Linked DNA regions of Mus musculus: region 2 is linked to region 1. The links are chromatin contacts, called in public Hi-C maps. All regions are on one chromosome and are shown on one strand. The core of a region is the stretch at or near the end of the contact, and the rest is flanking DNA. Distances in the headings are between cores, read along the strand shown. Region 1 holds the start of 4930523C07Rik (RIKEN cDNA 4930523C07 gene). Region 2 holds the start of Sell (selectin, lymphocyte).

The links. A called contact is a pair of places that touch in the nucleus more often than the background predicts.
Region 2: a Hi-C map of CD8 T cells shows a contact between it and region 1, with 4 times the contacts expected there. The contact joins the promoter of Sell here to the promoter of 4930523C07Rik in region 1. A contact is called at or near these places in 3 of 484 Hi-C or Micro-C datasets (CD4 T cells and CD8 T cells).

What each region holds. Positions count from the first base shown.
Region 1 is chr1:160,041,193-160,045,883 of GRCm38.p6, forward strand. It overlaps 4930523C07Rik (RIKEN cDNA 4930523C07 gene), which reads left to right and starts at 3,188. Exons shown (of 3, transcript NM_001162896.1): 1 at 3,188-3,561. It overlaps Gm37294 (predicted gene, 37294), which reads right to left and starts at 3,125. Exons shown (of 2, transcript NR_168324.1): 1 at 2,956-3,125; 2 at 509-818.
Region 2 is chr1:164,060,657-164,064,883 of GRCm38.p6, forward strand. It overlaps Sell (selectin, lymphocyte), which reads left to right and starts at 1,420. Exons shown (of 9, transcript NM_011346.2): 1 at 1,420-1,535; 2 at 2,397-2,478. The coding sequence starts at 1,533. It overlaps Gm51665 (a long non-coding RNA gene), which reads right to left and starts at 2,336. Exons shown (of 2, transcript XR_003948100.1): 1 at 2,274-2,336.

The DNA.
Region 1 (4,691 bases), core at 1,938-4,437:
ACCACCCATTGGCTTAAATCCTAGCTCTTGGGAGGCTAGGATTGCTTGGCTACAAAGACTAGAGGTCCATACTGTGGGTCCACCTTGAACTCCCAAGCACTAGGTCTACTCAGCTTTCCTCATCTCTCTTTTATAGTTCTGTCATTCACACCTCTGTCCAAAGCTTTCCGAAATCCACTTACGTTGCCAGCTTTAGCCACCTCTGGGAGATAATCCATTCCACAAATTCATTATCCACTGTGTGAAGGAGTATTCCCACCAACTTGTCCTGAACTTGCCTTTCTCAGAGGCTGCTGCATTTCAGGATCTGAAGAACAAGTCTGTGCTCATCTTAGGGTTTCGCCATTTCCCCTAACAGCCTTTGTCTGGCCAGCAGCCCTTCTGCCTTCTTCCGGTACCCCTGCTTTCGTTTCTCCCAAGCCTCTCCAACTCAGGAACTGCTCCCATATGTAGCCAAGGGTAGCTCTACATGCAGACTAGCACAAAATCATAAACTGCCTTAAAACACTGAGAGGTGTAGGTGTTTTTATTTCAGTCTCTGTGCAAATGTTGTAGACGGCATTATTGTGTCGCAGTGGTAAGTGGCTGGACATGCCCGAGCCTCGTAGAGCATTGCAGGCAAGAATGCACCTGTTTTAGGTGATAATAACGTAATATTCTCTGTTAAATATTTCCCACACTGAAAAAGCCACCCCCTTTTGTTGTTGCCGCACAACACTATTCTGATTTCTGCACTCAGGGTGTATGACCTAATGGGAAACTGTCTCCCACAGATGGCTTGCACAGATGAATCCGTCCTGGCCAACACTGCCATTGACCTGTCAGAAATAGGACAGCACAAAGAGAGAATGAGTGCAGTTAGTCTTCACCTTCAACACAGGCTAAAACGTGATGTTTAATACCCTGTCAGTTCCCACACCAGCAGAGAGGGAACCCACAGGTTTTGTCCTTAACACTCTTAATATGGAACCAGAGCTCTTCAGGTGCTAAAGCCAGTGAGGGGTGGTCACCCACAAAAAGGTTTTAAATTTTCAGTCCTGGTTCACAAATCTGCTATTTGGGGGCTTTCTGTTTCTTAATTAGATGTGTCAACGCTCCATTTCACTCCACTTAGAGTCCACTCACCTCTTGACTACCTTCAAAGATCCTTACCTCAAACAAGAAAGCTTTTAAAGACTGCACCAGCACCGTGGTTGCCTGGGGCCATTCATGAGTTCATATAAGTTGAGACTTCACCGCCAAAGGGGAGACACAGTAGGTGGGTGCTCTAACTTGTTTTCTCATAAGGGATGCGTCATTCACCCCAAAGGAAAACCTGCTGGCCAGATGCTCACTCATTACGTTAAAACATCAATAGACCCTGTAGCCTTGGCAACTCAATAACAGCCTACCAAGCATCTTGTCATCTAGTAAGTCCCTGATTTGACTGCCACAACGTCGCTGCTACTTGATAGGTTCTAGACTTTTTCTGGATCTGTCTTCCTGTGGACTAAGACAACATTGGGATGCCGCCCTACAGATAAGCATCTGGTTTTTGAAGTGCTGAGCTCATGGTGACTGCCTTAGGTTCTTCATTTCTCTGTGTTGTTGTTGTTTCTGGAAAGCATTGTGACCATCAGCCTAGCCTGTCCATAAAGTTGTTCAGGAAAGTATTTTCCACTGTCTTCCCCCCTGCTCAGCAGGTGTTAACCCAGAAGTTGTCCATAGAAGCCACTCTCTCTCCTGATGATGATATGGTGATGAGGGATAGGCTGGACTAGATAGAACTACTCAGACTCAGATCTCAACTCCACTATACATTAGCAATGACCTTGCAGAAGAAAGTTACTCCCCATCCTCAGGGGAAGGGGGCAAATTACATCTCACACAGGTCCGGTGTAGGTCCTGGGGGAGACTCGGTCTCCAATCACCGCACCGGGTTTGCACTTAAGGTTTCCTGTCATTCCCCAAGCCTGTCTTCCTCCAGCTCCCTGGTCCATTAGACCCTAGACCCCTGCTTCAGATTTGACACACAATGGAAGCCTTCCATCCACCACTAAATTGTTGGTGGAATCCATCTATAGCTGTCTCTTGCTAAAACTGTCTTCTTTCAGAGCCTGATCGTCCCCCTGCCCTACCCACTTAACCGTACTACTCCCACCCCCAACCCCACCCCCACAACAGATCACTTGGACCACTCTTCTTATTATCATTCAAATCTAGATCTATGTAGGGCATAGTGAAACACGTCCTTAAACCCAGCAAATTTCTGTGAGGCCAACCTGTTTCTACATTGTGAGTTCCAGGCCTGCCGGGGCTATATAGTGAGACTCGGTTTCAAAGGAACAACAACAGATCTAGATCGAGTTCTCTCTGTGGGATTTCTGGGGGAAAACCTCTACTTAATCTGCCTTTGGAAGAAGACTACAGGACCAACTATCCTTGGCATTTCTGGATGAATGCTGGGTTTTCTCTTTGGCCTTTCAACCCAGAGCCAGCTGGCTTCTCTTGAGTAAACCGGAACTCTCTTGTTTCCCGGTTGTGACAGTTAGCTTCACCAATCATTTTAATTCAGGCACCCAAAGGCCGAAGGACCCTATGGCTCAGGCCCAGCCACTGGAAAGCAAGCACCAGCTGCGCACCCTCCTGACACCTACAATCCAATGAGTAGAACCTCCGGTCTTTATCATGGCAAGATCTCTCAAGGTCATTCCGGGGAAGCCCCTAGATACTCCACAGCCGCTTCTGCCTATCACACCTTCCCAACTTCCCTGCAGAAGCCTTGGAGGCACTGAGCAAGCTCTCTACCACCCCACCTTTACATTTGGGGGCGGAGTTAGACAAACAAGAGATCTGAATATAAGCTCACAAGGAGTAAATAAAATGAAAAGGGAGAACTTTTGAAGTTAGTTGTCCCTGCCTCCTGCGCTCCTAACATCTCCAGGTAACTCCCATGGAGCGCACACACAAAGATACCTTGTCACGAGGCACCGGGGATTGCTCTCCCTTTAGACACCCCAGCCCTTTTCCTGGAAGGTGACTTTATTCCACAGCACGGGGCTGTTATTTTTTCCTTAGGCCAGGGTTGGGAGTTTACACCCCACGTCTCTGGGAACACTGGCGCGTCTGTGAGCAAAGTTGGCTCTGGCGTCCTGAAGGAGGCGTGCTCGGGGCGGAGGGGCAAAAGAACGTCACAGTGGGGCGGAGTGGGGACACTGGCCGGGAGACCCGGAGGAAGGACACCCGCGCTGCGTGTGCTGTGGCGTGTGCCTCCTAGTTTAAGGTAGGAGTTGGGCTGAGGAGAGACAGAGCCAGCCAGTCAGATTCAGGAAGTTGCGTTCCTGACCTCAGTAGCAGAGCTGGGTGCGGTGAAACCTCAGCCAGGGACGCAGGGGGCGCTTTCCTCCACATCACACTGGTGGCACCCACTGACCGGCAGCGCCGCCTCTCTCCCGGGACCTGGCAGTGGGAGGGAGAGGCAGGAGCAGGGACCCAGACCTCACCCTTGTGCCCAAGTCACTTCAGAGCACCGGAACAGAGCCAGCGGTCCCGCCGGCGGGAAGCCTTCCAACGGACCCAAAGGTGAGTTTCAAAACTTTCTGTATCGCTTTGTGCTGTTGTTTTCAAAATAAGTTTGGGAGCTGCCCCGCTGTGGAAGGGGACTTTCCCATAGAAGAGTGAATCCGCCCCTGAGAGAAGTGAGATAAAGGGGTTATTTCTAAGAAGCCGTTTGCACAGTTGCTTTCATTCTTTCCTCCTAGAGGTCTCTCACCTTCTCTCTGCTCCTGGCCTGACACATGGGCTCCTCTGGAGTTTGGGGTGGAGTTCTCAGCTCCAGTTGACACCAGCTGCAGGTAGGAGCCATTTGAAAAGGACCAGATGGACATTGTCTAAACGGGCAAAGTCAGTATTTGAGATGCTCCTAAAATCATACCCTCTGGGATTTAAAAACAAAACAAAACCAAACAAACAAACAAACTCATTCTAAAAGAAACTATAATTTCAATGGGGCTAAAAGACTTACCAGACTGAAAATGTGGCCTGGAGCCAAGGGGTGGAGTGAGATCTGTATGCCATTCTGAGTCTCTAGAGAGTTTGTGTGACACATTTTTTTTCCTGAACTTTCCCAACTCTCTAAATGGTCCTTGATCTTCTTCCCACCCAGAAAGGTGGATTGGAAAACACAGCAGGTCCTGTTTTGAAGGGCTATGTAGGAATGATTTGTGTAACAGTAGTTAAGTAAATGATAGCCGGATAGCTGTTGTTTTCAACACCAGTCCTGCCTATCTGAAAGGGAACCCAAAGCAAAGACTAGTGCTTGCCCTAATGAACACCAGCCAGCCAGCCATGAGAATCCGCAGGCCTGCTCTGCCCAGTCTGCTCAATGAGGAAGGCTAGGAATGCAGCACCCAAGCCACTCCAAGCTCCTGCCTGCCAAAGCCTTTATGCTACATCCACCATTGGAAAGAGAGAGAGAACCTGGAGCTAATTTTAGGGAATCTTCATTCTGAAGTATTGTTGGGGACCAAGAACAAGTCTTAAATGGACACGGGTGCATCTTGTTCTTAACCCTTTTACAAAGTTTATCAACGCCACCTAAAGAGCCCTGCAACTGAAAGGTACTGCTGCGTTAAACGCAGCTGTGTCTGGTTTGTTTGTGTTTTGTAATTTTTTTTAATTAAATTTTCACATTCTATAGTTATGGGTAGGAT
Region 2 (4,227 bases), core at 170-2,669, 4.0 Mb after region 1:
AGATGGGGGTGGATTAAGCACCAAGGAACTATGAAATTACTTAAGAACAAATACATTAAAAAATGAGACTAGTAATAGTTACTCCTCTGTAGCATTTTAGACTTTCTTTTTTATTATTATTATTATTTTGTTTTGTTTTAGGTTTTTTTTTCCCCCCGAGACAAGGTTTCTCTGTATAGCTCTGGTTATCCTGTAGACCAGGCTGGCCTCGAACTCAGAAATCTGCCTGCCTCTGCCTCCCAAGTGCTGGGATTAAAGGCGTGCGCCACCACTGCTCAGCTTTTTTTTTTTTTTGGTTTGTTTTTGTTTTTTGTTTTTGTTTTTCGAGACAGAGTTTCTCTGTAGCCCTGGCTGTCCTGGAACTCACTCTGTAGACCAGGCTGGCCTTGAACTCAGAAATCTGCCTGCCTCTGTCTCCCAAATGCTGGGATTAAAGGCGTGCGCCACCACTGCCCCATTTTAGACTTTCAAAGGTAATTAAGATGACCTGTTAAGTTCTAGTGTTGTTATTGTTGCTACTACATTATATTTGTGTGTGTGTGTCTGTGTGTATGTTGACACATACATGCCATTTTTTGTCATTATTACTAACTTTCTTACAGTTTAAATACTATTATGTCAGTGACTTCCTCCAGATTGCTTTTGAATGGCTGAATTCAAACTTTATATGCTGTCTTACCCTCTTCACACTTTCTACTCAAGGTATTTCTAGGTCCCCCAACCTCTCTAAGTTAGAGCCCTGGGATTTTATTTAGGATTTTGCTTTCAGAAGAGCCATTAACAAGGACTTCCACTAGGGGGTGAACGAGGAAAGAGGAAGGAGAGGAACTAAGTTGGGTCAAGTCTTCCAGAAAGCTCCCGAAGTTCAAGAGCAAGTGAACTAGCTCTGAAATAAGTTTTTAATCTATGGTACGACCAGGGTCCCCTACCCCATGGTCGGGAGTTTATAAACAAAACAAGGAACACAAAGGAAAGTGGGGTGGGAAGGGAGAAGAATGGAAGGGAAGGGAGGAGAAAAAAGGGGAGGGGAAGGGAAGGTAGAGGAGGGGAAGGGTAGGGAAGGGAAGGGACGGGAAGGAGGCATAGGTAACCAGAAAGGACTAAGAGGATGTGGGGAAGAATCCAGTTGCCATTGCTTCTTTTTTTTTTTTCTATTTTTTTTTTTTAATTTGGGGGATTATAATATAATTACAATATCTCTCCCTTTCCTTTCCTCCTTCCAAACTGGGGATATCCTGAGCAGGGGGCATAGCTTCTGGTCCACTACTGTGTTCTTGGGGCAAATGATTGAGCCCAGATTAGGAAAGGGGTGGGGAGAGAGAGATAGAGAGAGAGAGAGAGAGAAGAGAAAGAGGAAGAATTGGGGGCGGAGGATGTGAGGCTGGGCTGGAGAAATGAAAGAAAGCAAACCCCACTGGTGACATTGGCACATTCTTCCTGAGCGCAGCACGCCCTCCTTGTGCAAGAACTCTGAGCCCCAGGTGCAGGAGGCTGAGGCCTGCAGAGAGACTTGCAGAGAGACCCAGCAAGCCATGGTGAGCATCCCAGCCTATAAGAGATCTCTAGATATTCAAAATTTTCCTTGGGGTTGAAGAGGCAGGTGGCAAGGGGGCAAGAAGCTATCATTTCTGCGTTTAAGAAATATAGAAACCAACAAACAAGAACAAGAACAACAACAACAACAAAACCCCTACGCATGCTGTCTCAAGAAAATGACTCTAGACTCTTTCTTGCTGATTTTCTCCCTTGGTGTTTGCTTTGATGGAATGCTGGAAGGGGCACAGATAAGATTAGACCTTTGCGGTGACACAGAGTGACTCCCTGAGGAGTGATATACATCCAAAACTACAGTTTTAAGATGTGCAGAAAGCCTATGGCTTTGTTGTTTGAGTTATTAAAAATATATTGCTTCTTACTTGAAAAAAGCAATGCTTGCCTTTCCTGGCTTCTGGCTACATCATTCTTTCATATATTTGAGGTATGGCTCCTTCATGACCCAGCGTGAAAGGCAAATGTGAGTGTCACTGGTTCATTAGACCCCAAGAGCATTAAAAACAAGAGCATTAAAAAAATTAAGATTCTGTTTGATTTAAAGCTCAGTCGAAAAGTAGGTACAAAGAATACCGAAATATCGGAAAGCATAACATTAATCATGATCAACAACCTGGGACTGAAACCTGGAAGGAAAATGAAATAAAGTAGTGTACCAGTGTGTAATGAAGTAGATGCCATAATTTTCAGCCATGACACCCACCCCCCCCCAAATAGTTTACCTTGGATACGGTTGATAGTGGGCTGATGGGCTTTATCTGTGAATTGAAGAAGTGCCAGGGCACTGCCTCATGGTGCTATAAGTTTGCAGTTCAGAGTTTAAATATTTTGCACTTCATTTACAGGTGTTTCCATGGAGATGTGAGGGTACTTACTGGGGCTCGAGGAACATCCTGAAGCTGTGGGTCTGGACACTGCTCTGTTGTGGTATGTCCTTTGTTTTTGGCTAAGCCTTAGGCAGTGATTGTTCTTTTCTTAAATATTCATTGAAAGTACATAGTTGCAGGGAATACAATCAGGTAGATGGCTATTAATTCTTTTTTTTGTTGCTTTTTTGTTTTATTTTTTTTTTTGTTTTTGTATTTTTTATTTTTGGCTATTAATTCTTTTAAGGACTCTCATTCTTTCTCTGACCTTCAGAACTTTTCTGAGTCCCCCTAATACCAGCTTAGCATTGACATTCTCTAGTGATGTGCCCAAATCCTGATATCTACACAATAGTCCTCTGTTAGGAAGGAGTACAGTTAATTGACAAACCTCTAATAAGGCACGTTATGCTTATTCTACATTTCATTTTCTATTAATAGTTTGCTGTGCCCAAAATGAACTTCCACAGTCCAGAGCGTGGGCTGCCTGAGGGCTGGGGTTTTGTTTTTATTTTAGGGGCTTTTGTGTCTTTCTTTTGATGTTACATGTTTTATGCTTAAGCCTTAGAGACTCTTCATCAATAAATTTGAACCATTGTCTGAGCTAACTTATGTTAGCTCTCCTTCTTCTCTCACCTGGACTTTCAGCTCAGAACAAGTGAACACACCCTCTCTTTGTTTTTATAAATTTTTCTTTGCTTTTGAGAGTTTCATACATGCACAGTAAAGTATGATCATAATGATATGCCATTTCCCCCTTCAACAACACCATATACCCCCCAACACCCCTCCCAACTTCCTGTCTGTCTGTCTTTATTCCTTTTGTTTTTGATAACCTACTAAATCCAGTTAGCACTGCTCATAGGTGTACGGGTGTGGACCATCGACTGGTGCATGAAAAACCTAGCTGTGACCACACCTTCAAAAAGAATGATTCTCCCTCCCCCAGAAACTATTAACTGACAATAGCCCTTCAGTAAGGGGTGGGGCCTGAAGATCCTCTACCCCATCCACACTTGATCCTCCTCTAGGTTTTATGCAGCTGCAGAAAATCACAACTGCTACGAGTTCAAAACTGCATTAACCATGTCATGTCCAGAAGACAGTACTCCCATATTCCCCAACACTACTTCCCAGGCTTTGTGTCTCTTCTGCAATGAGCCTTGGTAGATGAGGGGTTAATATGAGCGTTCCATTTAGGGCTGAGTCTCTAATTCTCAGCATTTAACAGCTATGCATCTCTCCACTGGCTGCTATCTACTTCAAAAAGCAATTTCTCTGACCCAGGTGGAGAGCAGCTCAGGATGATTGGCTTAAGTATAAATATTTGGAAGGTATTTTTGATATGTCTTTAGAGTACTCACCTTATGAAGTAAAAACTCAGTGAGCTGATGGCTATGAAATCTTTTATCTTACTGTAAAATCATAGCTCACATAGGTCATGCCATTCTTAGAATGGCCAGTGTCATCAAGGTCACTGTGCACAATCATGTGTTTTACTTGGTTGCTTCAAATCCCTTATGCCTGAAGGCCCAGTTGTTAATTAGGCACTATTACTTAAATATCTTTGTATGTAGAACATGATAAAACCAATTGTGTGTCTTTTGCATCATCTTTATGTATGTTGTTCTTTCTGTACTATGAGTTTAGATACACAATTGGTCTATGTATTGAGGCTTTCCCAGGGCAGCTTCTTCTACAATAGAATACATTTTATGTTACAATAAAGTATTTAAAATTATGTTAATGTTCTGCCTGACCCTATTTTATTTTACTTAAATGAGAAATTTTATATCTGTACTGTGACATA